Linked DNA regions of Sus scrofa: region 2 is linked to region 1. Evidence: chromatin contacts called from public HiChIP or PLAC-seq data. All regions are on one chromosome and are shown on one strand. Each heading gives the region's core, a stretch centred on a gene start, on an enhancer-like site or on the middle of the called end of the contact. The rest is flanking DNA. Distances are from core to core; before and after follow the strand shown. Region 1 holds the start of DERL2 (derlin-2). Region 2 holds the start of C1QBP (complement component 1 Q subcomponent-binding protein, mitochondrial).

Region 1 (3,616 bases), core at 283-2,782:
AGGAAAATAAGCTTAAAAACTGAAATATTAATGACGGTTGTAGTGAACTACATACCTGAAAGTGTTTAAAGATTAATTCAGGATTGAAGTACAACTGAAAAGGTGTGATCAATTCCAACTGCTGAAATAGAAAAAGAGCTTCTTCAAGCAAGTCAATCCAGAAACAACATATAATATCATTTACAGCAAAAGCTTAGTAGGCCTAGCAATTTCCCACTCTCAGTCACTTAGACTGAATCATTTGAGGCTGGAGGACAAAGTTGGTATAGAATTCTCTACAACTGGTACAATTCTTTCAATTCCCCGATACCTAACACAAAACAAAAGTTTGATGTTTCAATTATGGGAGGTAGGTGGTGATATCTTAGATTGAGAGCAAGAAAGACCAGGTGCTACGAATCTGCCCAACACAGGGGCACCAACTGAAACAGCTGTGTGAAGCAACAAAATTCACTCAAAAGAACCAATACCCTGCCACCATCAGGGCTGGGTGCTTCCAGCCAACCTCTGTTACAGATTCTCTTTATTTCAAGACTTTTCCCGCTCAGTGACTTCTACCTTTCTATTCTCAATGTCTATGTTTCTCCACTAAACGGACCTTCCTCCCTTTGGTCACCACAATATTACCTGGCCACCGCCAGAGTGCTCAGACACGTTTCCTGGGTGGGCGGCTCCCGCAGTCCTGACTTGCTATAGGTCCTGTCTTTTTCTCTCAGATACTGATCCGCAGTCCTGTTCCTTCACCTCTCATGGACCAGCACTCTTCTCGGGTCTCTGGATAAGCACCCGGATAAGCTAATTCCGAGCCCCAGAGTGAGCCCTGTAAGCTCCCACCCACCCTTGAGCCCAGCCCCTCTAAGCTTTCCCGAGGCCCAAACCCCAGTTTCCCAAGGACCCTGTTACACCCAGCCCAGAATATGAGAAACTGGCGCTGCAGCTGCTCACCACGGCGGCGGTGGTGAGAACACAGGCGGTGGTGTAGGCGCGGCTGACCGGTGGGATCTGCAGGTACTCCAGCCGGAGGCTCTGGTACGCCATCTTCCCCACCGCCGCCTGCCCCCCCACTTCCCCTTCCGCCAGTCAGTCCCAGCCGCGGGGTGGGATGGGGGGCCCGCCCCGTTAAACTGCTGTCCAATCAGCGCCACTCAGTCGGCCAGTCACCAATCGCAAGAGCCTGAAGGACAGCACATTCGCCAACCACGAGTTGCATCTCCGCGGCGGCCCCGCCTCGCTTCTCCACCCATCAACGTCGCGGGGCAGAGAGCGAGTATTGGTTCCTTCCGCCAATCCCCGCAGGCCACAGCTAGCTTTCCCGCCCCGCCCTCTTCCGTCACCCGTCTAGGTGGCCCCCTCCGACAGCCAGCCAATCAGGCCGAAGTGGCATCCTGCCCTTGCTCTGGTTCGCCAAGACAGACGGCGGTCGGAATTTGGGGAAGCTAGCGGTACCACCTGTCTCTGGAAGCAAATGGTGGATTAAGGGAGGTGGCGGGAAGCCGGTATTTGGTCGAAGTCGTCACCCTCATGGTCGCTAGGTAAGTGCCGGGGAGCTGCGTTTTCTCTGAGGAGGAACGGCAAGGCGCGGCCCTGAGTAGGGCCTCATCGCCAGGCGCTAGAGCGGCCTGATGGAGCAGCGTCGCCACGGGCCGCGAACCTCCACCCTGAAGGTTCCGGCATGCATCGGGGACGCGGGGCCTGCCGGGAGCCCGTCTTCCGGCCGGAAGTAGTTCCTGCCCCGCAGTTTCTGGAGTTCCGTCAACTGCTCACGGAGGTGTCCTAGACACCTTCTGAGTTCGCCTGCAGATGTTAAGCCCCACGCATGCGGTCCTCAGGAAATCTCAGGCTTGCAGAGAAGATAGGCCGTGATAATAATATCCTAGAGTAGGACTTGCTCAGTGCCCAAAGAGAGGTTCTGATGGGAATTCAGTGGAGGGGGTGGGTCCCCAGGGAAGTGTCTTTAAAAAGACCCTCGAAAGATATTTGGCCAGGCATCTTTTCTTGAGGGAAAGGATAAAGCTGGGCTTGGTTGGAACAAATAGTAGTCAGACTGGCTACTGTCAGATGGCGGGCAAATATAAGAATATTATACTTTAGGAACTTCTGGTGGCCTAGCGGGTTAAGAATCCGGCCCTGTCACTACTGTGGCTCAGGTTTTTGCTGTGGTGCAGATTCGATTCCTGGCCAGGGAACTAGGGAACTTCCGCAAGCCACCGGTGCAGGGGAAAAAAAAAAAAAAAAAGCTCAGCGGGAACTCCTGTGGTTTGTTCTTTCATCAGATGATTTTTTTTTTAACACAAATGAAATTTTTCCTTTTTACATTTGTAGGTTTTTCACAATCAAAATTAACCAGCAGAATAAGCCAAGATGTCTGTTGATCCAATGACCTATGAGGCCCAGTTCTTTGGCTTCACACCGCAAACTTGCATGCTTAGGATCTACATTGCATTTCAAGACTACCTGTTTGAAGTGATGCAGGCTGTTGAACAGGTTGTTCTGAAGAAGCTGGATGGCATCCCAGACTGTGCAGTTAGCCCAGTCCAGATTCGTAAGTGCACGGAAAAGTTTCTTTGCTTCATGAAAGGACGTTTTGATAACCTTTTTGGCAAGATGGAGCAGCTGTTTTTACAGTTGATTTTGCGTATTCCCCCAAACATCTTGCTTCCGGAAGATAAATCTCAGGAGCTGCATCCTTGTAGTGAGGAAGAATTCCACCTTCTCCAAAAAGAAATTGAACAGTTACAGGAGAAGTATAAGACTGAATTATGCACCAAGCAGGCCCTTCTTGCAGAACTAGAAGAGCAAAAAATTGTTCAGGCCAAACTCAAACAAACATTGTCTTTGTTTGATGAGCTTGAAAATATTGGCAGAGACCATGGGACTAGTGATTTTAGGGAAAGCTTGGTATTCCTGGTCCAGAACTCCAGAAAACTACAGAATATTAGAGACAATGTGGAAAAGGAAGGCAAAAGACTGAAAATAACTTAATTTCTCAATAGTAAAAGGAGCTTGTCAGAAAGTGGAATGTTAAGGGATTTATATCAATAACTATTCTTATCATAGTGAACTGTTTATTTGGGGGGGATTTTCCTTCACTCTTTCTTGTATTTCACATCCTCCTCTTTTTTGGTTCACTCTCCTGAGGCATCTGTGCACCACCCTGAACTAATCTTTGAAGCATCTGTGCAGAGAGGCCTCTAAATGGTGGGAAGGGATTCTTAGTTCAATAAAAAACTCATTTGGTGGCATGATCGAAGAAGCAAAGCCATCCCTGGCCATTCAGAGACACTTGTAAAAGTTGTGCCTTGGTCATGAGTCTTTATAATCTTGATCTTTTTGACTTATTCTTTGGATGAGACCAAATGAAAAAAGGTTAAGTGGGTACCTTATTAGCCAGCCACTATACTTGGTACAGCCAACATGGACTGCTTATTCCTGCCCAATAACTCTTCTCACTAGTTGAAGCAAGTAGCAGAAAAAAAACAACCATGACCTTTAGAAAGAAGAAAAAAGTTGCTTTGTTTCTAAAATAAATTCTTTCCATGACCAAGGCCTTGGTGATGGTAGCTTACTGTATTGGAGCCCAGCTGTGGAAGACACTGAACAGAAAGGAAGCAGTCTC
Region 2 (3,616 bases), core at 424-2,923, 40 kb before region 1:
GCACAAACAGAAACCTTTGTTCACCCAGAGTGGATCGCGGACTTAGCTTAACCAAGTGGAAGGCTTCCCACCTCTCTAATGATAACCCTTGCCATACCCCATCCTGCCACTTATCTTCTTTTCTCCACTGTAAACACAGTAGGGGCTTTGTTTTCCTAGCCTGTAACTCAGAGATTCTCTCCTACTGTCAGAATTTCTGAATTTGCATGCCTAGATTTAGGAAAGGCGTGGCCTCCCTCACCAGTAAGGGTTTAGTGAATGATGCCTCTACTGGTCCAACAGACTCCCAGCTACTTGGCTTCTTTCTACTTTCTTACTACCTTCTCATTAACCACCACAGCACATCAGTGTGCAGCGGATGAACGGCCTGGAGCTTGTGAAGTTACCAAAACAAGGCCTCTCAGCTCTCAGAAAGTGTCAAAGTACCTGCCTTAACTAAAGGCTGGTTTTTGGTTTTGTTTTTCCTTTCTGGCCACCCCTTGGCATATGGAGTTTCCAGGTCAGGGATCAGATCTGGGCTGCAGTTGTGACCTACACCGCAGCAACCAACTAAAGGCTGTTTGGGGATGACTCAGGGCAGCTCTTGCAGGGTCATGGAGTCCACAGGCCCCAGTACTTACTTTTCTCCAGCAACTTTCCTCACTAATTTGGCTTCTGTCCCATTCACTTCCAGCTCCCAACCTCCAGACATCTTGGGGAGAGACTTATGCTTCTGTATCTTCTTCTCTTCCTTAATCTCATCATTAAGAAATTCAACAAAAGCTTTGTCCCCTGCAATAGAAATCACTTAGTTACAGAAAAAAGAACCAATCAATCTAAAAGAGAAAAATGACCCAGGTTCCTGTAGGCAGAGATCTGGACTTGAGCTATTTCTAATACTTGTACTATTAGTGGCTCTAGGAACTTAGACCAACCCATATCCATTAGGACTCAGTTTCCCCATCTGTAAAAATGCCGTTAAGTTATCAGTAAGAAGTTGAGCTCGATTCTGTAAAAGTGATTCTCAACAATAAACTTCTTACCACTTTTCAAAACAAAGCAAAAGAATTCGTAACTACCCTACTTCTCTTGCTAACTACCATCACCGCTACTTCTACCCGCGACCTTTGGCTTTCACAAAAATCCATTTTCGAGAGACTAAGCTTAAGTATCTCTCCCCTCACGGGCAATCTCGCGTGGGTTTACCCCGCCTTTCGCCGATCAGTGGGAGATTGTTCCCGACCTCGGGCGCGGCTCCGGTCTGTCCACTTGAGATCTAAACTTCCCCGTCCCGGGTCCCCCTGCTCCACCCAGAACCCGGTCCGTTAAGCTCCCGGCCCACGTGCTCGAGTCTCACCTTCGGTGTGCAGCCCGCCGCAGCCGCAGCCGCAGGCGCAGGGCCCCCGAGGCCGTAGGAGGCTGGGCGGCTGCACCGACCCGGCACGCACGCTCAGGAGCCCGAAGGGCCGGGCGCACAGCCGGGACGCGGGCTGCAGCAGCCGCGGGAGCGGCTGGGAGGGCGCGGCGACGCAAAGGCCGGCGACGGCGGTGCCCAGGGCGCGGGGCACGCAGCGTAGCAGTTGCAGCATTTTGGCAGCGGAGGACACGTGTGGATGCGAAAGACGACTCACTCCAAGAAGGACGACTCCTTCTCACCGCGCCCCCTAGTGATAGGACCGCCGCCGGAAGTCCCGCCCCTGCCAGGGAAGCGCTTCCGCGCTGCCTCTTTGCAGACCGAAGACACCGTGGGCGGGATGGCGCCCTCTGCTGGCGGCCTCCGGTGCTGGACTCGCGTAACTAAATTTTCTTTCCGGAGTCGGCTGAGTTCAATTGTCCAGCATCAGTTCTCTCCAGTGGCTGCTGACACACCCTCTAAACTTCCATCTACTCTTCTCAAGCACAGCCAGGTTTTCTATGACTTCGTGGAATGCATTCTTGCCACCCACAACTCCCAAAGACCAGCCTCCGAGGCCATCTCCCTTAGGAAGCCTTCCTGGAGCTTCCTCCTCTTCCTTGAGACACAGGGACTCATGCCTGTGTGACTCGGCCCCTGGGTTTCATTCTTTTCTTGGCAGAAACCTGGCAATACTGGTTTACCTGGAAGCCACCCCTCACTCCCACCAGGCCTGGCGCTCCTAAGGGCAAGGTCCCTGATCAATTCCTGTGACTCCCCAGCTCTCTCCAACTTTACACCTTAATGTTCCAACAGGACATTATTTTTCTGGGGGCAAAAACCTCACAGCTTACATTAGATTTAGATTAAGAAAACTAATCTTCCTACCTTACCAGGGCACGTAAAATACACAGGGTCATCAAGAAAGTAAGTCTTCCCAAATCAGTGGTGAAAATAAAACAATATATTCCTTTTTTTTTTCCTAGGGCTGCTCCCGCGGCATATGGAGGTTCCCAGGCCAGGGGTCCAATCGGAGCTGGAGCCTCCAGCCTACGCCAGAACCACAGCAATGCGGGATCCAAGCCACGTCTGCAGCCTACACAACAGCTCACGGCAACGCCGGATCCTTAACCCACTGAGCAAGGCCAGGGATCGAACCCGCAACCTCATGGTTCCTAGTCGGATTCGTTAACCACTGGGCCACGACGGGAACTCCTAAAACAATATATTCTAAACAACATTTTGTGAATAAAGGAAAGGACACCCAAGAAAGAAGCCACACACATCACGTCACACACATCACGTACAAGATTCACTTATGGTATGCTTTTTTTTTTAAGGTTCACTTTTAATGGATTTAATAGCTGTGTGCAAATTTGAGCATTATATGCAAGAGCTGATGTTTCTATAGTTATGTCTGATCAAGAACAGACTCTCAAAATACAGCACAAACCCGAACTAGATTTTTGGGGGCTTTTTTCTATAAGTTGTAATATTCTGATCAAATACAATTCTTGCTTCCCCATAGATGCACTGTTTCCTTATATGTTCAAGGGGTGGTACCTCAGATGCCTGGTCATAGTTCTACTCATTTCTGGAGAGCTGGATTCAATGGATTCAGACATCACAGTACATAATCAGTTGGATCCACAAAGGAAAAACTTGTCCTCATTCTGGCATCTCTTTACAACAGAGAGGCAACATTAAGTTAGGATTTTTACCAAGAACTGGGTGTTGGCGCTTTTTCCCCTTGTAATGAAATCTGTGCTGCCTTGAAGGCTCCAAGCGCCATGATTACTAGACGCAGGAGGACAAACACCTGCTTGCTGTGCATCTACTGACATGACGCTGCTCCAGGGAGCTAGGGATTCACCCAGATGTGGATTTCACAGGTTTGAAAAAAGGTAGAAAGCACACCATTGGAGAGCTTATTGATTGAAAAGCATAGTTCAAGATTAGATGTGCGACATCATTGGGAAACATTGCACTTTCGTAAGAAAGTTTAAAAGGTATTTATATGTCCCCTGCAGCTCCATATACACAAACGTGTATGTCTTTGTAGTAATATGGAGAGTTGGACTGGCTTTTCCAATCTGATTTATTCCCTGAGCAGCTGTGCTAAAAGTCAACATTTTAAAAAGCCCAATATAAACTACGGTAAAAACTCTACCAGAATGCTGCAGTGATAAACATTGTTCTGTACAGAAACGTAGAAGCTCAGAAGCTCATAGGAATTTACTCCTG

What was found. HiChIP or PLAC-seq counts read pairs in DNA pulled down with a chosen protein or histone mark.
Region 2: an H3K27ac HiChIP or PLAC-seq map of alveolar macrophages shows a contact between it and region 1. The contact joins the promoter of C1QBP here to the promoter of DERL2 in region 1. A contact is called at or near these places in 2 of 47 Hi-C or Micro-C datasets (epiblast stem cells and liver) and 1 of 2 datasets of contacts at active chromatin or transcription factors (alveolar macrophages).

Annotation. Positions count from the first base shown.
Region 1 is chr12:51,506,054-51,509,669 of Sscrofa11.1, reverse strand. DERL2 (derlin-2) reads right to left here and starts at 1,532. Exons shown (of 7, transcript XM_021067723.1): 1 at 946-1,532; 2 at 56-121. The coding sequence starts at 1,038. It overlaps MIS12 (protein MIS12 homolog), which reads left to right and starts at 1,333. Exons shown (of 2, transcript XM_021067725.1): 1 at 1,333-1,532; 2 at 2,323-3,616. The coding sequence starts at 2,362. The coding sequence ends at 2,982.
Region 2 is chr12:51,546,418-51,550,033 of Sscrofa11.1, reverse strand. C1QBP (complement component 1 Q subcomponent-binding protein, mitochondrial) reads right to left here and starts at 1,673. Exons shown (of 6, transcript XM_021067745.1): 1 at 1,337-1,673; 2 at 621-771. The coding sequence starts at 1,568. DHX33 (putative ATP-dependent RNA helicase DHX33) reads right to left here. Exons shown (of 13, transcript XM_021067729.1): 13 at 2,700-3,616.